Regions from separate parts of the Mus musculus genome. Here regions 2, 3, 4, 5, 6 and 7 are each linked to region 1. The links are chromatin contacts, called in public HiChIP or PLAC-seq maps. All regions are on one chromosome and are shown on one strand. Each heading gives the region's core, a stretch centred on a gene start, on an enhancer-like site or on the middle of the called end of the contact. The rest is flanking DNA. Distances are from core to core; before and after follow the strand shown. Region 1 holds the start of Zdhhc13 (zinc finger, DHHC domain containing 13). Region 2 overlaps Nav2 (neuron navigator 2). Region 3 holds the start of Nav2 (neuron navigator 2). Region 4 overlaps 9130015G15Rik (RIKEN cDNA 9130015G15 gene). Region 5 has its middle 42 kb from the start of 9130015G15Rik. Region 6 overlaps Gm32849 (a long non-coding RNA gene). Region 7 overlaps Gm32849 (a long non-coding RNA gene).

Region 1 (2,572 bases), core at 37-2,536:
ATGGTAAATAGTTTCTAGGTCTCGGTGCTGTTCTGGGCACTGGGAGTTCCTAGACAAACACAGTGTTTCCCATCTTCAGTGGGTGTAGGCTTTATGGGTAATCTATGGTGTGCCCAATAAGTAGGGCCACTGACCATAATAATACACTTATAATTTTACTGTTTCAGGGTAATATTTTTTCATGGGTAACCCAGCACTTTATTTCCAGACACTTATTTCATGGTTTCATAGAGTCACAATATTAATTCTGACTTAGCCTCTAAGGATCTAACCAAGCTGGGCTTGGTAACAGACACATCAAGGAATTATCACAAAGAACGGAGTTGAGTCCAGGCTCAGGAAAGCCCTATTGTTTTCTGGACACTGAGGTAGGAGAGAGCTCCCCACTGGTAAGAACCAAGAGTATTCTTGTTTCATAGCCCACCAATGTGTGCAAGACTTATATGCCCTCTCCTCCATGCAGTCTACCAAAAGGGACTGGAGAGGCTTATTCAGTTATATCTCCACCCTCCCTGTGGAACTCTCATATTTTCTGCTTTCTTTTTTGTTAAAACGTATTTTTGTTTCATTTATTAATTTACTTGTGTGTGGAGGTGGCATGGTGAACGAGCTGTGTGTGTGTGTGTGTGTGTGTGTGTGTGTGTGTGTGTGTGTGTGTGTAAGAATCAGTGGAAAGCATCAAGACTTTTCCCTTCCCACCATGATCCAGGAGAACAAACTCAGGTCGTAACACTTGTTGGCAAGTGCCTTTACCACCGCTCACATCTTCTGCTTTCTATGAGGAACCAGGCCCTGATGCTAAAAGTATCTTGCTCAAGAGCACATGACTGAAGAGCAGCAGTTAGGAACTCCCAATGCCTAGAACAGCTAACATCTGTGAGGTTGTCCATGAGGCAGGATGCTCTTCATCTGCCAAAACCCCTGCTGTGGGACTGTAAATACTTTTCCTCAGTTAATTTTCCAAACGCTTACATGAAGTTTGTTCTTGACTCACAGTTGAGAAGATTGAGGTGAGGGAGAGAACTCCACAAGGACAGCTAGCTTTGGGGTAGCCCACTCGGGGACGTTGGAATAACAACAGCCTGAACCTGCACCTGTAGAGCCTTCTGAGTGGGAACCCTAAGTGGTGCCAAGGGTGGGGCTGAAGGAAAGAACATAGCGGGGGCGGGGCAGGGGGCGGGGATGACCGGCAGTTCTCTAGAGGTGAGAAAGTCCCGCCCCCGTGAGAGAGAGATCGGGGATTGGCTTCTCGTGGCGGATTGACAGCCCTAGGATGCGCGCAGTTAGGAGGGCGGAGCGCGAGCCGGAAGTGGGCGAGAGGCGGCTGAGGCGTGCTTGGAGAGCCGCGGCCGCCACTTTGCGCTGGAGCCGCGGCCGAGCGGGCGCGGGTCGTGATGGAGGGCCCGGGCCTGGGCTCGCAGGTGAGCGCGGCTGGACGTGGGCGGCGGTGGGGACGTAAGCCGCGGCCAGGTGAGGCGGTTCCGCGAGGACAGCAGGATCTGGGCCTTGGCCACACTAAGAAAGATGCTGCTTGTCCTTTGCGGTGGCCGCAGAGCGAGGCCGGGCCCTCCTGTCGCCTCCATTCGGCGGCTGGGCGTCACGCACCGGTGCCTAAGTCGGCTGGAACCTGTAAGGTGTCAGGTGACACACCTCAGATAGCACAGCCAGCCTTAGACCTTAGCCTGGAGTCTGAGAGATTCTGTTGAGAAATTATCAGCCCTAGCGCCTAGGCTGCCGCCTTCTCTCCACCTTGTCTTAGCTCTTGTTGCTACCCACATCCTTCCTACTCCTTGAAAGCATCAAGGCTGTGGAGGCAGGAGGAAGGGCGCTCCGTGGTACCATCTGCAAAATCCCCAAGGATTCTATTCTGAGAAGGGCTAGATTAGTCCCAGAGGACAGAGGAGGCCAAAGGGGAAGCTATAAAAGCCAAGAGAACTAAGAATTTGTCCCTTTTGATTGTGACTACTCTAAAGACTTATAACTGGCATTGAATAGATTACAACTTAATATTTTCAGGCTTCTTCAATCCTAGCAAATGTTTAGCGTGTGCTACATGCATTTATGTGCACCTTTTTATCCCAGCTTCAAAGTTTTTAAGCAAAAGAAATCCCCATCTACAGGAGAGTAAACTGACACAGTCTCTAATTCAAGTTATGCTAGAAGTAGATTGATTTTTTTTTTTCAAGCAGTTTGAGGTTGTCACATTGCTTGGACTCTTTAAAAAAAAAAAAATTCCCCAATCCCAAGAGTGTTCTTCATAGCTCTCTATTTTTCTTCTTCAACCAGTTTGGTGTAGGTTTAAGTGGAAAATAACATGCTGAGGTGTTTTTATTGGGAGTTCTTGCATTTTAAAAGAAATGAAAAATGATGTGCAGGGAGCCTGAATTACTATGAAAGAACATAGACTCTTTACATGAAACAGTCTCTCATTATTTTTCTCAGGCTCAAACGTCAGTAAGAGTAGGCCTCATTTCTTAATTACTGTCACTCATTAATAAAAGCCTGTGAGAGCTTAGCTTTACTCCTCCATGCTAAGAGGGAAATAACCCAGCTCAGGTTCCATGACATCAGA
Region 2 (2,572 bases), core at 51-2,550, 480 kb after region 1:
TTTTTAAAAGGCTTAAATAAAAATTTGGGTGCTTTGAACACAAAACTCTGTGTATGAAAGCTTCTCTTTTGGAAGAGACCGCTTCCTGGGAGGAACCACTGCCACAGACTCTCAGAGATCAGTTCCTCCTGGGCCCCTCAGCTGCTCTGGGGAGATGCTCCGAGTCTCGGTCTCTCTCGGCTCTCTATGTGAAGTAGGTTTTCTGTTCACTGTGGCACTGCCTGGCCCAGGCAGAGGCCTCTGCATTCGTCTGAGGATCTACCCAGAGCGCATCAGCTTTGTCCCGGCTGGATTTTCAGGGTTTTTAGATGTGGATCTTAAATGTGGGCAACAGATGTGGGAGATGAAAGATAACTCCATCTGCTCTGCTTCCCGGGTAATATGGAGACCAGAAGCGGATGACAGCTTTTCCTAACTGGGAACTTGGGGGTAGGGGGGTGGGGAGCGCTTCGACAGTGGCAACCACAGCTAACATAGATTTCCCCAAATCTGGATCCTAATCCCAGACTCGGAGGGTGAAGTTGGCAGAGGGACAGGTTTGCTAGGGCAGCCTCAAGGGGACCTGTGAGGAGAGAGCTCGGCCCCTATACTGGAAGTCCCAGGGACACACCAGCCTGTGGCCACTCTCTGAAGAGCTTTTAACGGCAGCAGAGATGACAGGAAAATGCTTCTACCCCTCAGATGATTGGAATCTCTGCTAGGTTTACCCCAGTCTTGTTGGCTGTCCACTAGAGACCAGGGCCACCCCCAGGACCTTGCTAGCTTCGGTTCTGCCCCCTGGGGCCCCTCCTAGGATGTAGCTTTTGGGATAAGGGTGATGGCTAAGAGCCCTCTTCATTTATTTACACCCAAATGGTGAGAGAACATTGAAAAAAAAGAGTTAGGTGCTCAAGTTCACATAGCTAGGAAAGAACACTAAGGAGACTCACGCCTCCCACCACCACCACCATTGCTGCTTTGGAAGCCATGATGAGCCCCCTGCGCTGCTCAAATGCAGAAGGTGGGTCTTCCTCCATCAGTAACCTTGGCAACCTCCTTTCAGCCCCAGTTGCCTTATCTATACTATAGGATGTTGATAGCATATAACCTTATTGCAAGAATTGACATAGGATCTGGCTACTGCACAGTAAAGGGCCACTTTAGGGACAGAAGTCGTTTCACCATGGTTATTTCCCAGTTTTGGGACAACCAGGATGTGACTGAGGCTGTCCACAAGGACTTCTAGGAGCCCCACAGCCCTGTGTGACCTGGCAATCACATGATTGCCAGGCAATCTCATGGCTCCTGACTCTGCCTGGTGCATTCCAGGGATGCTACTAATACAGATGGCCCCCTCTTCCTTATCCTGGCCATCTTAGCCCTGCCCATCTCTAGGTAGCAGGAACAGATACTTTTGATACCGCTGTCCCAGACAGGAGAGCATTCTAGAAGCTAGCTGATCCTGCCTGAGCAATCCACACCTAGACTAGAAGCTGCAGTTTGGCTGGGCGGTGGTGGCAGAGGCAGGCGGATTTCTAAGTTTGAGGCCAGCCTGGTTTACAAAGTGAGTAACAGGACAGCCAGGGCTACACAGAGAAACCCTGTCTCGAAAAAAACCAAAAAAAAAAAAAGAAGAAGAAGAAGAAGAAGAAGAAGAAGAAGAAGAAGAAGAAGAAGAAGAAGAAGAAGAAGAAGAAGAAGAAGAAGAAGAAGAAGAAGAAGAAGAAGCAGCAGCAGCTGCAGTTTGAGTGGTACCTGGAGGGACTTCCTTGCACTCAGAAGACTGAGATGGGACAAGGGAAATGGAGGCTATCCTGGGCTACACAACAAGTTCCAGGACAGCCTGAGCTATAGTGAGGCCCCGTCTCTAAATAGAGAGAAGAGATGCAGCAGCAAGCAGCTCCAAAATGCAGAACCGGATAAGAAGGCAGACAGGCAGACAGGCTTGCCCTCCAGTTGCCTTGGCAGCTGTCCTAGAATGCTGTGGCTGCTATCGCCACCTGGTGGGCTCTTCCAGAAACACATGCACGGAGCCTTCTTTCATTAAAGCCAGTAAAGCTTGGATTTCGGAATGCTGGGAATTGAAAATCCAATTAGACTGTCTCATAGTTAAAGGGCAACACTGGGATCAGAGGGCTGAAGTTGTAGTCAGAGGTAGGGTGCTTGCTTAGTGTGTGTGGGGCCATCGGGTGCATCCTCAGTACCAAGTCCAGAGAATGAAGGGGTCAGGGGATGAGACCAAAGGGGAAAACAAGGTGCAGCAGGAAACATGCCTTGAGCAGAGTCACGTGACTTTTCTTCACCATCTCCGCCCAATTTTCAATATTAAATAAGTAACTGGGCCTCTGTATAAAGCCACTCTCCACGTGAGGCACCTGTGAAGGGCTTTGCAAGCTGCCAATGATAGCTCTGCTGTTGGGAGATGATGCCCGTCAGAGCTGCTGAAGTCAATGAGGTCAGTGCTTCCGGCAGTGAGAGTCAGGCTCTGTTCTGGAGGTCCCCACCACCCGAGCCCAGCAGGGAGGCTCGCACAGGAGTGGCAGTGGCTCCTCCCTCTGCTGCCCAGCATGCCTTTAGGAAAGCCAGGCACACG
Region 3 (2,572 bases), core at 23-2,522, 460 kb after region 1:
GAGGATCATTAAATTGACCTCAACCTGGGATCCTCCTGCCTCAGCCTCTAAAGTAGCAGAAATTACAAGCTTACACCCCCATTCCTGGCCACATTAGAGTTTTGCCAGGTAAGTTTGAGAATGATATAGCCCATATCATTAGGATGAGTGAAATTCAACCCTATGGATGTTACAACTTCAGGCTATAGGATAGGAAGAAAGTGACAACATCTGTCCTAGACACAGAAAAGTGGCTTAAAGAGATGACAGTGGGACATACTCCGGTGGGTTCATTAATAATAAAGACAGATTTTTTTTTTCTGGTCCCCTACACTGCCAGACACTATCTCATTTAGCTGGGCAGTGCTTTTAGGGAAAAGTACTCAAACCTCCACTTGACTTGCATGAGACACAGTGTTAGGTCTATAAAGATGGAGGAACTTCCCAATTCAAATCCAAACTGATCTCTAAGGTGGGTGTCCTTGAAGATCAGCCCCATGCACCCTGTCTGCACTTTCTATTTTCCCTTCAGTCCTCAGACCCTGAGTCAGAGAGAGAAAGGAAGGCCTTCATGAAACCATGAAACCAGGGCAGGTTTAGCCTCAGCCTGCCCGGGTCACCAAGCCACTCTAATTACAGTCTGTGGTAGGTGGCAAGGAGGAGCTGTCTTGGGGCGCGAAGCTTCCCCGGCCATTGTATCAGCCTATAAATATTTCAAATACTTAAGTGCAACGTGCAACCTTTGAATGTCGCAGAGGAAGCTGTTGGGACGCCCCTGAGCCCACCCGGAAAGAAGAAATGGCTGGAGTGTCCTTCAGGCGGGGGACAAGGAGACCCGCCCAGTCATTCCCAATGGAGGTGCAGAGAGGTTGGGGCGTGCCTCCGGAACCCGCAAACCGTTGAGATGACCCGAGCGATTTGAAAAAGAGAAACTGATTTCCCCAACACATGCCTGGGGGTGGAAGGAGGCGGGAATCTACAACCCAACGGCGTTTTCAAAGGCGGCTCCGGGGACGCAGGGGTGGCGGCCCGCGGGGAGGCGCGCGCCGGGGCCGTGCCGCAGAGCGGCCACCAGCTCGCTTTGTACTTGCGGCCAAGCGCGGCCCCAGAGTTTCGGCGGCGGCCCCGCGGAGTTGAGGCCACGCCCCCTTGCAGTGCGAGTCGCGACCGCGGATTGGTCCGCGGCTAACCAATAGGCGCGCGGGAACGGCCCGGGCTGTCAGCGCGCGCCGCAGCCGGTCCTCCCCTGCGTCCAGCCCTGCAGCCCGCGCTGCCTTCCCCCGAGCTCAGCTTAGCGCAGCGCTGCCAGCCTGGCCAGCTGCGCGTCCTGGTGCCCGCGCTCTGTCACCACCGCCGTGCTGCGCTGGAGCGCACGGAGCATGGCCAGAGCCGCAGAAGCTCAGGTGCTTGGTGTTCGAGGGGCTTGTGAGCATCGGTGATCGGCTGTCACGCCCAGACAGACCTGTCTGCGGAGATCGCCCAGAGTCTGCCTAGGCGCGGGTGACCCTGTGGCGCGTTTGCTGGGTGACAGCCGCTTCGCGGTTGATACGTCTTGGGCTCCGTGCGTCCTCCGTCTCCCCATCCTCTGCTCTTTTGCTCCAAGGTTCACACCCGCAGGCTCCAGAGCGCGACGTGTGCGTCCCCGTAGCCGGTGTCTCTTCCTAAGGAGCCTTCTCACTTCGGAGACGCAATGACAAGTTAATATGGGCGTCCACGCCTCGGTTTCCCAGGAGAAGAATTGCCAGAGGCAGCGGTCCCCGAGAACCCAGAGCTTCTGAACAGGCCTCCCGCTGCGACATCCGCGCAGGTGGGACCTGCTGAGGGCAGTGACTAGCCCGCCACCCGGCAGGCGCACTCGCAGGATTTCCCCAGTTCCCCGACCCGGGGATTCTGTTTTTTGGGTTTTTTTTTTTTTTTCTTCCACTGTTGGTGGGCGCCTCGCGGGCCGAGGCCCGGCGCCTACTCGGCTGCCCGCGCTGCCTTTAGCGGTCGCCTCCGCCGCCGCTGCCAGGGACGTGCTGGGAAAGCCAAAGCCCCGGGAGAAGATGCCGGCCATCCTGGTAGCCTCCAAAATGAAATCGGGACTGCCCAAACCCGTGCACAGCGCCGCGCCCATCCTGCACGTGCCCCCGGCCCGGACTGGTCCTCAGCCCTGCTATCTTAAGTTGGGAAGCAAGGTGGAGGTGAGCAAGACGGCCTACACTAGCCAAATCCCCCTGAAATCGCAGGGGCTGCAGGAGCCGACGGGGGAGGGGCTCCCGTTGCTGAAGAGCAGCTCTCTGGAGAACGGGTTCGATACCCAGGTGAGCAGTGCTATGTGCTGGGGCACTATTACAGGGTGGGAGTGATGGATGATCCTTCATGAGGGAGGAGGACGGTTGCCTTGAGGAGAGGCTACCATAATGTGATTGGAGAGAGGAAGCATACCCCTTATGCTGCCAGATTGGAAGGATACATTGGTCAGTGGGTGTGGCCAGGAGGGGTTTAGCTGGCCAGGGTGCCAGAGGCTCTCCCGGGGAGCTCTGCAAAGCTAAGGCGTGCTGGCAGCCAGCTGCTTCTATGGGGCTGGAGCAGGTGTAGGGGTGCTTTCAAA
Region 4 (2,572 bases), core at 29-2,528, 350 kb after region 1:
GAGGCAGCAAGGGTGCCTGCTTCTGAAGAGAAGCCATTTCAATAACTGATGCTCAGAAAAAGGATCATCTATGTACAGAGAAAGAAACAAGACCCCATTCTTTAATCATACAAATCTCAAAATGGTCAAAGGTTTAAATATAGGCTTTCAAGCTATGAAACTCCTATACAGATTCAGAGCAGAAATGCTTTAAGATATGTATCTTGACAGTAATTTGGGGACATGGTGCCCTTAGTGCAGGTAACAAAAACAAAAGCAGATGGGTGGATTCTGTCAAACTAGAAGGCTTCTCCCCAGCAAAGGAACCAATCACCAGGCTGGAAAGGGAAGAGGAGGAGGCGTTTGTGAACTAAGTGTCTGGTAAGGGGTTAATACCCAGGGTTTATGTGGCTCTTAAAGAACTCAGCAGCCAAAAAAAATAATAATCTGATTAAAAATGAGAGAATGACCTAAATAGATATTTCTCCAAAGAGGATATACAAGTGGCCAGGAGAAAGAAAGAAAGAAAGAAAGAAAGAAAGAGAGAGAGAGAGAGAGAGAGAGAGAGAGAGAGAGAGAGAGAGAGAGAGAGAGAGAGAGAGAGAAGGAAAGAAAGAAAGAAAGAAAGAAAGAAAGAAAGAAAGAAAGAAAGAAAGAAAGAAAGAAAGAGAAAAATCATGCTCAAAATCACTCATCAAATGCAAATCAAAACCACAGGAAAACTGTTCTAGCTCCAGCAAGGATAGGTATTGTCAAAGAGGAAGAGAGCAGCACTCCTGGCATGTTGGCATGTTGGCATGGGTATAGGGAGAATGGGAGACGTTTTCATATAGGGTGTGGACTGCACGTGTAAATGAGAACAAACACTATGGCACAGAGTGTGGCATCCCCCAAGAAGCTAGACACACAGCAGCTGTATGCCCAAGCTATCCTGCTGGTGGGAGTAGCCAAGAAATGGAACCTGTGTGTAGAGAAGACAGTTAAACTTGAGAGCTGACTGAGGCATGTCATACTTAGCCTTGTGTAGGCCCAACCTAGTCTCCATTAGATGGCTAAGAAAGTGGTATCTATAAACAAGAAACAGTATCCAGGCATTAAAATGACTGACATGCTATCATCTCCAGTAACACAGATGAATCCGAAGGATGTGTAAAGTAAAACAAGACAGGTCCAGGAAGCCATAAACCCCATGTGGACTCAAAACCATTGGCCTCAGAGAAGCAGACAACAGGATAGTAGTGACTGGAACCTAGAGAAGCTACTAGGAAGAGACAGGGGTAAGACTGGGTGTTCAGGATGCAGCTGGAGAGGAAGTGAATCTTAATGTTCTGTTGCAGAGAAATGGCATTGATCTGAAGTAACAGGTACCTTTGGGGCTCACTGCAGTGTGTGTGTGTGTGTGTGTGTGTGTGTGTGTGTGTGTGTTTGTATGTGTGTGTGTGTGTGTGTGTGTGTGTGTGTGTGTGTGTGTATTCCCGCTGCATCTCATACATGCACAAATCACCACGTGCTTGCTTTAGTTCTTTACTGATCTGGTGGTGCAGTGCAGGGGATGGGACCCAGGGCTCTATGGACATCAGGCAAGCTGGCAGCATGCAGCTACTCAGTGCTTTGCTTTTGGAAAACTACGTATTACCTGGAGCCAGCAAGATGACTTAGGAGGTAAAAATGCCCATGACCAAACCTGATGACCTGAGTTCAGTATCCAGAACCCGCACAGTGGATGGAGCGAAATCTATGTTATCCTCAGATCCACATGCACCCTGTAGCGTGCACACATGTATGCACACACAAATCAGAAAAATAGAATTATTTTAAACACTAATAAAAACATGTGTTCATTGGAAATAGAAGTGAATGTTTTAAAAGTCCTGGCCCTCAGTTTGTAGCTGGGGGGTGGGGGTAGTGACTATGTGGTTCCCTTCTTCAGAAGACCGCAGAAAGATTCAGAGTAAAACACAGTGCACAGACCTCTATGATCAAACGTGGACACAGTCATAACCCAGAATCCAGCAGTGAACTATGAAATGTGACAAAAAAAAAGCAAGAGTGACAACATGTTTGAAAAGTAGACACATTGGGTTTTAACAACAATTAACATATTTGAACCCCAAAAGGGATGCCCACCAAAGAAGATGCTTGCAAACCCCATATATGATAAAGGTCTAGTGCCCTCAATATATAAAGAGCTTCAGTCTATAAATAGCACAGTGACCAACAAGTCGAATGAAAATAAACCAATCAGACAGTGGTCAGTATATTTTTATTAGACAGTCTGCTAATATTCAAAATGATCCATTAAATGCTAATCAGAACCACAGGAGAAATGGTCTAGCCCCAGGGCCAGTGGGTGATGCCATAAAGGAAGAGAAAAATAATGCTGAATGCTGGCATGCTGGCACAGGGGGCAGAGGGGAGAGGAGAGAAATAGAAGGAATTGCATTTCTGAAGTAGAAATATAAATTGCCAAGGATCATGTGCAGTAAGGAATTTTCTCATCAGTCAGCTGAGAAAAACAAGTCCAAACCATTCAGAGAAGCTACTTTACACGCACTGAGAGGTTGTAGCTTTCTAAACTGAAAATAACAAGTGA
Region 5 (2,572 bases), core at 27-2,526, 330 kb after region 1:
TCTAAAGGTCATGCCCTCGCCATGCAAGTCCCCCCTGGCTGGGTTGTGGCCTCAGGTGGCAATCCCAGGCCAGGAGCCACCTGGGTGCATTCGCCTGGCTCCCCGGCTCCACACCCACCCTCCCTCTGGGACTCACCGCCCACCAGGTGTGCACGTTCACAGCTTCCTTCGTGTGTTGGCTACAGGAACTCAGAGGTTGCACACAGGGTTTAAGAATAGCAGCCTTAGCAGCTGTCTTGTCGAAACAGAATGAGAAACTGTGAAGAAGGAGTCTATGAAGCCAGCCACGTCCTGCTTCCTTTGTTTCTGCAGGAAGGCAGTGGTGGGAAAACACCCATCCTTTAGAGCAATGCCTCCCCCCCCCCCTGAAGTATACTGAACTTCTAGAATGGTTCTGGATTGTGGTCATTGCCTTTCTTAGCTTTTTTTCTCTCTCCCCTCCCTTCCTCCCCTCTCCCCCCTCCTCTCCCCTCTCATCCTCTCTTCTCCTCTCCTCTCCTCTGCTAAGGATGATGATCCAGGACTCTGTTGCCCCACAGTTCAGAAGCTGCTGAGTTTTTCGGGTCCCCCACCCTATGGAGGAAGGGGGCCAGTGAATTACTGATGAGGGGCCCTACTCCTATGGCTGAGTTAGAGCAGCCCAGATCTTGATGAAGGCAGCACAGGACACAGGGCAGAACCCTGTAAGGAGCAGGTGGCAAGAAGGGTTAGAGAAAAAGTGGGTGGCCATTTGCCCCACTACCACCACCCCAGGGGCTCCAAAGGGCAAGAGCCAGAGTGAAAGAAATCCAGGGATGTATAGAACCATCAGAGGGTGCAGGGTGTCTACTGGGAATTCACAGTTTCTAGTCACTGGGGGCTCAGGCCATCCCTTAGCCCCTCTTTGAACACAATCCCCAGAAAACTGGGGCAGTGCCATTCTGTCTGGGAGTGCAGAGGCACCAACACCTCCCTCAATGGGCCCCGAACTCCCTCCTCACCCTCAGCCTCTCCCAGAGCCACCCTGGCATAGCAGAGCTGCCTAGGCTGGATCCCATTTGGACCAGAGATCTGTTCATCACGGGCTGAGAGGAAACCGCTTTGTGCCATGAAGGATAAGAAGAACAGTATATTTTTCAGGCTCACAGATATCATTGGCATTTGGGAGAGGAAATGGGGGGAAAAAAGCCAGTTTCAGCGCTGCGTTTGAGAGCCGAGGCGCGTTCATTGGCCAGTGGCAGGCTGTGAGTGAGGCATTTTCTCTTGAAAAAAACGCTGTCTGTGAAGGACGGTTTCCCAGGCCACAGTTCTGCCCACCCAGGAATTTCCGAGTTCTTTAGAGTTAACACTGCAGCGTGAGTGTATGGGGGCAGGGCAACAGGGTAAAGGGAGCGTTGGTGCCGAGAGCATCCTGCCCGTGGCGGCGAAATGAACGTGGCCAGAGAGATTCTTTCTGTGTCCATCGTGCCCAGCAAAAAACCGAGAGCAGAGAGTGGGTAAAGGGAAGAAAAGAATAGGAGAGGAGGGGAGGGGAAACAAGAGAAGAGACACAGGCTTTGAGGTCGTACTGCCGGTGTATTCAGCATAGTAGTCACGTGCTCTTCCTGGACACATTTATGTGGGGACAGGACAAGCCTCTTGGTCTAAAAAAAAAAAAAAGAAGAAGAAGAAAGGCTGTCTCTGCTACTGCATGAATCACTGGAAGGGACCCAGGAAAGCCACCTGTCTCGTGAAGCTCCTGCCCAATGCAAGGCTCTCTTTTTGGGGGGCGGGGGCTGCGGGGGGCAGTGAATAAAGTGCATTTATTTTCTTCCATGCTTTGTTTTTCTGTTTGAAGAAAACCTCCCCCTCAGTGTCATCTGGATGGCGGAGGGGACAGCCCCTAGAAGGTATAGGAGGTGACGGTGTTGGTGCTGAGAGCCATAGAAAGGTTAGGTATCCAATGTGCCTGGCTCCTAGGTACCTCCCGTCCCCAGGGCAGAAGAGTGTAAGAGCTTCATCAGGGTGAAGCAGGAGACAGAGTTTTGCACCCGCAGCTCTCTGCCCTGGGTCAGCACCAGGAGAAAGCCTTCCTTCACAGCTTCCAGCTTGTCCATACTGATGTGTGTATGCCTATGCGCGTGCGTGCGTGCGCGTGCACGTGTACACACACACTCACACACACACACACTGGCTCCCCATAGCTCCCAAGGATGAGAGACGGAAGAAGATGCCATTCAGCAGACTGTAAAGTGTCCAGCAAAGCTGAAGTGGCCTCCTCCGTCTACAGCCTGACAGTTTTACTTGAAATGCCAGAGTACATTTCAGGTGCACTCGGGCACTGCAAATTGAGTCTAGCCTGCTGGTTTTGCCACGCCCTCCCGAAGGTACATACACCTCCAGCATGCTAAGGCAGGAGGTTGAAAGCCATGCCAACCTGACTGTGTGGTGCCAGCCAGCGGGAACTTACCAGAAAAGCAAAGCCCGGAGGGAATTCTGCGGAGTGGTGCTGCCCCCTTCTGGCTGCGCAGGCTGAGCCAGTCAGTGGGTGTACAGAGCCGACTCCAAGGCCCAACTGATAAAATCTCTACAGGAATCCAAAGGGAGTCAGGTT
Region 6 (2,572 bases), core at 22-2,521, 300 kb after region 1:
GCTATAGCAGACTCTCACAAAGGCCTGCCTCTCCCTCTGCAGTCTCCATACCCACGCCTCACCCTTGCAATAAAGTGAGAACTGGTCCAGAGTGCTCCTGTTTCTTTGATTAAAGGAGTGTGGCCTCCAGAGGCTTCTAATTGGCTGATGAATGATGGAGAGAATGCGGCTTCTTTCTCATGAAGCTGACAGGGTTCATCAGGAAGGGGACATCCACAGTGCTGACGCCAGCTTCTTGCCTTCCTCACAGCTGGGGTGTCCCTAGCTATCCAGGCCCTGTCAGGAACCCCTGAGACCCCCAGCTTCTCACAGTGTATGCCTGGCCTCTGACAGACACTGTCAGCCATTCACAACCACAGCCATTGATTTTAGGCAGAGAATACCTTCTGTTTCCTTAAGGCAGTTTCCCTGAATCGGAGAAAAATTATGAAACATCTGATGAGGGAGTTGTGTGTTGTTGTGGTTTTGTTTTGTTTTTTGAAGACAGGAGAGTGATGATCTGCATGCTACTTCATGATAATCCCCTAATGGTGACAAGATCAGGGTCACAGCTGACCAAGGTGGTGCATGCTTTCAATGCCAGCATCCAAGAGGCTGAGGCAAGAAGAGGACCGCCATGGGTGACACATAATGAGTACCAGGCCAGCCAGAGTAAAAATAGAGATTGGCTGTCTTCTGGCTACTTAACCATATCCATGTAAATGAATTCAACCAACCCACCCCTGGGGTCTCACTGTTTACCGTCCGGGTGTGCATTTATTCTTACTGTCTTTTATGAATGTAACGCTCCTTGCAGAAAGATGTTAGAATGCAGTTTTCGTGAGAAAAACTGAAGCCTGGGAAGGTCAGCCCCTTGTCCACAGGTTTTTGGGCTCCAAAGCCTATTGGACCTGTGTCACTCTGTAGGCTGTCACCCTGAGCTTGAGGTAGAGACAACCTTAAAGTGCTGTCCACTGTCCCCTATGAACTAATACACCCTCTCAAACACAAAGGTAACAGTGGCCAAGTCACACCCAGGCCACAGTCCTCCTTGAGCCCACACACACTTCTGACCAGTGGAAACCACCTCATGCCTGCCCTCCAGTGCTTTCAGACATCCTCCTTTCTCACACGGGCTCAGGCTGTTCCCGCTACCAGGAAGGAAGCAGCCTCCTGTGATGTGAGAGCCACGCATGGGGTCTGAGTCAGGCTCACACGGATCTGTATCTGAGCTCTGCCCTTCCTCACCTCTTGAACTGCTAAAGTTCCCTTCCCCAGAAAATGGAGACATGCCAGGACCTTGTTGCTTGATGAGTCAGAACTCTGGCCCTGCCCTGTCTCCACCTGAAACCAGTCTTCTCTGACTCAGTGGTTAACACATCCACCACACTTGGAGCCACCTCCCATGTCCCTTCCTCTCAAGACCCGTAAGGGCGAAGGCCCCACACTGACCTAATGCTAGATTGTATGTTTGGCAAAGCTTAGACACGGTCTATGGAACAATTTTTCTTCAGGGCTCCAATCCTCACCTGCTTCCTCCTGTAGCATCCTAACTCTCTGCATCCATGTCTCCCTGCTTCATTCTCAGCCTACCATATTCACCTCCCTGGGCCCTGCAGCAGTCTATGTTCTCTCTGTCTGGATCCCTCTGCCATACCACTATGTTCTGATCTTCTCCTGGAGAGCTTCTACACTTCATATAGTTTAACATGTAACTCAGGCCTCCTGTGCTCCCTAAGAAAGTTTGTAGACACCCCAGGCCGACCAGATCCCTACCTCCATGTTTGCATAGTCTCAAGACTGCCTTCTTGCCCAGACCCCACCACATAGTACTTACTGTCTTTGCCTACCTATCTACCTCTCCTGTTTGGCTGTGACCCCAAGGACTGGGCCACCTCTAAGTGGAGACTTTCTTGGCTCTTTGGAGCATCTGCCCATTAGGACAAGCACCTTCTGTGAACAGGGTGTGTGTTGGCTACTGTTACCTATGTGGTCCAGACAGTGTGTTAGTTTGTAAGGGGACAACGCTTCAAGGCTGTGTCTACATTTATATGTACATTTTCTGCTTCAAGTTCAAACCTTGTTCATCAGCACAGCAATTAAAGGCAGCGCCAAATGACAGATGGCCCGGCACTGAGCCTGAACCTTGGCTCCACAGCAGGCCTGGAGTAGGGCAGACATGTCTGGCATGGTAGATGCTTTCATTGATCTAGAGTCCATCTCTAAGGGTGCTGCTGTGGAGCCAGCAGGATGACATCAGTGCCAGCAGTGGGGGTTGGGCCTAAAAGGGCCCATGTCACAGTCCCCTAGGATGACTGGGCAAAGTAGACCATCTCTATTCTAATATGGAGACTTTTTGTTTTATGTTGTGTTATAATAGTTAATTTAATTTTATCTGAAATTTATGGTAGGAGGTTCCAGAATCCTACCTTCCAAGTTTCTTCAACATTAAGAATACCCCCACCCTCAGACAACAGCATCCTGACAGTTCCACAGACAGTTCTGGATTTTCATAGTTATTACTCAAAATCGTCATGTCTAGGTTCTTGGGCATCATTTAGCAGGCAATTAAGATATTAGTGTCTGGCATTAT
Region 7 (2,572 bases), core at 38-2,537, 280 kb after region 1:
GAGAGTTGAGCCGTAGTTCAGCTGGTGGCTCGGTCAATGTGTCAAGCATCATTACCCAAACTGAAAGAAGGTTAAAGAAACTTCTCTGACAGAGAGGTTAGGAGAATGGACCTTGAGGAAGTTAATGATGAGAGTGTAGACACTCGGATAGAGGCTCTGCCAGGGAGCTCTCCCGTGGTAGCTAGGCTTTTCCCACTCTTCAGACTCAAGCACTGAAGGCCTTGGGGGATTGCTTCTGCAAAGTGTTTAAGGGATACACAGCTGCTGGGTGATAATGTTAATGAGAACCAGTCTGCTCTGAGCGGGCATGAGTAGCTATTGAACATTACGGGCCAAAAGCTGTGCTATGAGCATTATGTGTGTTCTCTCGATAAACTTAGTTTGGCCCTCACCACTCAGGAAAGTGACAGCTATGTGCTGGGAACTGTGATGTGGCTTACATAGTCCACCCAAGGATTGACTCACCGAATGGCAAGGCTGGAGTTTGGACCTGTTTTATTTTTTTTCCTGCCTGCTCTCAATAGTTTGTGTGCTTGACTCCCATAGATAGGAAGGCTGTGGCCAGGGTGGGTATAGTCTAGGACAAAGACTGGCATACTATGGGTGCCTCACTGTTCCTTTAAATACAGCATTATTAGAAGGCAGGCAATTTATGTAACATCCATGGCTACCTTTGTACTGCAACAATAGAATATGCAAAAGCCAGTCCACCAAGTCAAAAGTCCTTCCTATTTGGCCCTAAATAGGACAAGGTAGACTTTCTGATGTGGTGATACATGCCTGTAATCACATCATTTGGGAGGCTAAGACAGGTGGATTAAGCATTTGGGTCCAGCCTGAGCTACATAGCAAGACTCCGTCTCACATAAACAAAACCAAACAAAGCAAAACATAACACACTAACAACAAAACCAAGGAAAGTTTCTGGTCTAAAGAAATCCAAGGTTAAACAAATAAGCAGGTTTCTTCCCTGTATGGCTTCTCAGACCCTTTAAGACATCAACATGAATTACTAAAATCTAGATAAATGTATAGCCACCTTCTGACCTACTAAAAAATAGCTTCCCTTTTTTCTTAAGGCTTATGTAAGACAAGTGAAACATTTTTCAGGAAGTCAAATTTGTAGAGGAAAGGTAATGGGTCAGGGTCAAAGGTAATTGGTATGGCTGACTAGGACCTGATAGGAGCTCCTGGAGCTTTCTGAGGTATCCAGGTAGCGCTGGGCAGTGGTCATTGCTATCTCCAGCCAGAGCTGCTAGCAGGTGCATCCTGGGCAGCTCTCACAGCCCTGGCTTTATTCAGCTGTCTGTTTACAATGGTGTTCAACAACCCTGTCCTTATGTGCTGTGTGTTTCTCGGGTCCAAGAAGAGAAGGGAAAAGCATGACACTAATAGTGAATGTCAGTCTTCATCAGCATCATCCAACATTATGAGAATTGAATTTCCACCTTTCACCGCATACATTAAACCGGGGCTTTATCTCTTCCCGCAGAATTGATTTGCCGTAATTCCCTCCTTTGGCCCTTGTCATGTAAATCGTGGCATTTCTCCCCTACTGGCTGTAGGAGCTCAGATTAGAGGAGAGAATCCAGCAGCCCAGACCTGCAGCTGCTCTGGGCTTTGTCTGTCTGTCTTTCCCTCTCTGTATCTTCTCCTTGGTGCTCACTGTGCGATTGTGCCTTCCGCAGGTGGATTAGGGATGAGAGGGGGCAGAGCAGATGGCCTTCATGGGACTCAGTCATGGGACCTGCAGCAGCTGCAGCCTGGACAGATAACTATTGACAAGCTTGCAGGGGATAGATCTCAGTGCTAGTTTCAATTGGTGGCTCACTGGCCAATCAGATCACTACCACCCTAGTACTCCCCACAGTGCCTGGGGAATCTCTAGCTCCTGGCATCTGTACTAGAGGGACAGGAATTGTTTGTTATCCATTGACTTCTAGAAGAAACAAGGACCTGTAGGGCAGGGGGCTTCTAAACTGTGGATTGAAAACCAGGCCAAAGGCTCTGCAGGAAGGAACAAATTCTTAGAGAGACATCCCTGACACATGATTGTCACTCAGTGAGACCAGGTATGGCCATGATATCACTGTTCTATAAAAGCCCTCAAATAGTATAGTCACCATATAATTGTCTCCTACCAAATACGTGAGCAGGGCTAAGGCATTCTAGAAACAGAAAGACAGGACCCAGTTCACCATAAGTGGGTAGATTTTCTTATCTGTACGAAACTCTCATTTCCCACCAACAGACAGCATTACAGTCATGTGCAGGACGTTAACATAAAGACCGAATTTAGGTGAGATCTCTAGAGCAGACTCGGGACATGACAAATGGTCAATTGCATTCATTCTTCATACATCACCCTTGGCATGGCCTTTGGTAATGCTAACAATGAAGCATCTAGAAAACTCATAGGAGATCTGGCTTAAGAAGGAAATCCTTGATGGGTTTCCATAGGACTGGATACTGACTACGTATACTTGTAATTTTAAATGTATTATCCATGTATGGAGAGACTGTTCGGTATAAGCACTGTGCCCAGAATGATACATTTAATTGTAATCAAATT

The links. HiChIP or PLAC-seq counts read pairs in DNA pulled down with a chosen protein or histone mark.
Region 2: a contact with region 1 is called in an H3K4me3 HiChIP or PLAC-seq map of bone marrow-derived macrophages, with 2.8 times the contacts expected there. The contact joins the enhancer-like site here to the promoter of Zdhhc13 in region 1. A contact is called at or near these places in 8 of 39 promoter capture datasets (the 3T3-L1 cell line, 3T3-L1-derived adipocytes, the C10 cell line and 4 more), 1 of 484 Hi-C or Micro-C datasets (B cells), 6 of 115 datasets of contacts at active chromatin or transcription factors (bone marrow-derived macrophages, embryonic basal ganglia, embryonic stem cells and 2 more) and 1 of 9 other capture datasets (pancreatic islet).
Region 3: a FOXA1 HiChIP or PLAC-seq map of pancreatic cancer cells shows a contact between it and region 1. The contact joins the promoter of Nav2 here to the promoter of Zdhhc13 in region 1. A contact is called at or near these places in 6 of 39 promoter capture datasets (cranial neural crest, hippocampal neurons, liver and 2 more), 8 of 484 Hi-C or Micro-C datasets (cerebral cortex, cortical neurons, embryonic stem cells and 3 more), 12 of 115 datasets of contacts at active chromatin or transcription factors (the SCID.adh cell line, T-cell acute lymphoblastic leukemia, astrocytes and 6 more) and 4 of 9 other capture datasets (adipose tissue, bone marrow-derived macrophages, embryonic stem cells and 1 more).
Region 4: a contact with region 1 is called in an H3K27ac HiChIP or PLAC-seq map of microglia, with 5 times the contacts expected there. The contact joins the enhancer-like site here to the promoter of Zdhhc13 in region 1. A contact is called at or near these places in 6 of 39 promoter capture datasets (embryonic stem cells, hematopoietic stem and progenitor cells, liver and 3 more) and 5 of 115 datasets of contacts at active chromatin or transcription factors (embryonic forebrain, embryonic hindbrain, embryonic stem cells and 1 more).
Region 5: a contact with region 1 is called in an H3K4me3 HiChIP or PLAC-seq map of forebrain, with 7 times the contacts expected there. The contact joins the enhancer-like site here to the promoter of Zdhhc13 in region 1. A contact is called at or near these places in 14 of 39 promoter capture datasets (the 3T3-L1 cell line, 3T3-L1-derived adipocytes, the HPC-7 cell line and 8 more), 2 of 15 datasets of contacts at CTCF or cohesin (large pre-B cells and pro-B cells), 19 of 484 Hi-C or Micro-C datasets (B cells, the G1E-ER4 cell line, Sertoli cells and 14 more), 21 of 115 datasets of contacts at active chromatin or transcription factors (T-cell acute lymphoblastic leukemia, bone marrow-derived macrophages, embryonic basal ganglia and 12 more) and 4 of 9 other capture datasets (adipose tissue, embryonic stem cells, liver and 1 more).
Region 6: an HNF4G HiChIP or PLAC-seq map of pancreatic cancer cells shows a contact between it and region 1. The contact joins the enhancer-like site here to the promoter of Zdhhc13 in region 1. A contact is called at or near these places in 4 of 39 promoter capture datasets (cranial neural crest, embryonic stem cells and frontonasal cranial neural crest), 11 of 115 datasets of contacts at active chromatin or transcription factors (bone marrow-derived macrophages, embryonic basal ganglia, embryonic forebrain and 7 more) and 2 of 9 other capture datasets (embryonic stem cells and pancreatic islet).
Region 7: a contact with region 1 is called in an H3K4me3 HiChIP or PLAC-seq map of bone marrow-derived macrophages, with 2.9 times the contacts expected there. The contact joins the enhancer-like site here to the promoter of Zdhhc13 in region 1. A contact is called at or near these places in 3 of 39 promoter capture datasets (embryonic stem cells, hematopoietic stem and progenitor cells and liver), 4 of 115 datasets of contacts at active chromatin or transcription factors (bone marrow-derived macrophages, embryonic limb bud, epiblast stem cells and 1 more) and 1 of 9 other capture datasets (embryonic stem cells).

The regions. Positions count from the first base shown.
Region 1 is chr7:48,787,717-48,790,288 of GRCm38.p6, forward strand. It overlaps Zdhhc13 (zinc finger, DHHC domain containing 13), which reads left to right and starts at 1,287. Exons shown (of 17, transcript NM_028031.3): 1 at 1,287-1,421. The coding sequence starts at 1,395.
Region 2 is chr7:49,270,706-49,273,277 of GRCm38.p6, forward strand. All of the region lies in intron 1 of Nav2 (neuron navigator 2), which reads left to right. Among named protein-coding and RNA genes, the nearest start is that of Nav2, 26 kb to the left of the region's middle. Within about 2 kb of position 1,301, at least 31 of the 459 cell types and tissues checked have an H3K27ac peak or open chromatin away from gene starts, as enhancers often do. A contact at or near this core is called in bone marrow-derived macrophages, where this site is marked.
Region 3 is chr7:49,244,917-49,247,488 of GRCm38.p6, forward strand. Nav2 (neuron navigator 2) reads left to right here and starts at 1,273. Exons shown (of 39, transcript NM_175272.3): 1 at 1,273-2,282. The coding sequence starts at 2,025.
Region 4 is chr7:49,138,688-49,141,259 of GRCm38.p6, forward strand. All of the region lies in intron 3 of 9130015G15Rik (RIKEN cDNA 9130015G15 gene), which reads right to left. It also overlaps a transcript of Nav2 not described here. Among named protein-coding and RNA genes, the nearest start is that of 9130015G15Rik, 22 kb to the right of the region's middle. Within about 2 kb of position 1,279, at least 8 of the 459 cell types and tissues checked have an H3K27ac peak or open chromatin away from gene starts, as enhancers often do. A contact at or near this core is called in microglia, where this site is marked.
Region 5 is chr7:49,119,020-49,121,591 of GRCm38.p6, forward strand. It overlaps a transcript of Nav2 not described here. Among named protein-coding and RNA genes, the nearest start is that of 9130015G15Rik, 42 kb to the right of the region's middle. Within about 2 kb of position 1,277, at least 48 of the 459 cell types and tissues checked have an H3K27ac peak or open chromatin away from gene starts, as enhancers often do. A contact at or near this core is called in the G1E-ER4 cell line, cerebellar granule neurons, cerebellum and 7 more, where this site is marked.
Region 6 is chr7:49,092,575-49,095,146 of GRCm38.p6, forward strand. It overlaps Gm32849 (a long non-coding RNA gene), which reads left to right. Exons shown (of 2, transcript XR_391458.3): 2 at 1-2,572. It also overlaps a transcript of Nav2 not described here. Among named protein-coding and RNA genes, the nearest start is that of Gm32849, 53 kb to the left of the region's middle. Within about 2 kb of position 1,272, at least 69 of the 459 cell types and tissues checked have an H3K27ac peak or open chromatin away from gene starts, as enhancers often do. A contact at or near this core is called in pancreatic cancer cells, where this site is marked.
Region 7 is chr7:49,069,709-49,072,280 of GRCm38.p6, forward strand. Gm32849 (a long non-coding RNA gene) reads left to right here. Exons shown (of 2, transcript XR_391458.3): 1 at 1-2,572. It also overlaps a transcript of Nav2 not described here. Among named protein-coding and RNA genes, the nearest start is that of Gm32849, 30 kb to the left of the region's middle. Within about 2 kb of position 1,288, at least 40 of the 459 cell types and tissues checked have an H3K27ac peak or open chromatin away from gene starts, as enhancers often do. A contact at or near this core is called in bone marrow-derived macrophages and epiblast stem cells, where this site is marked.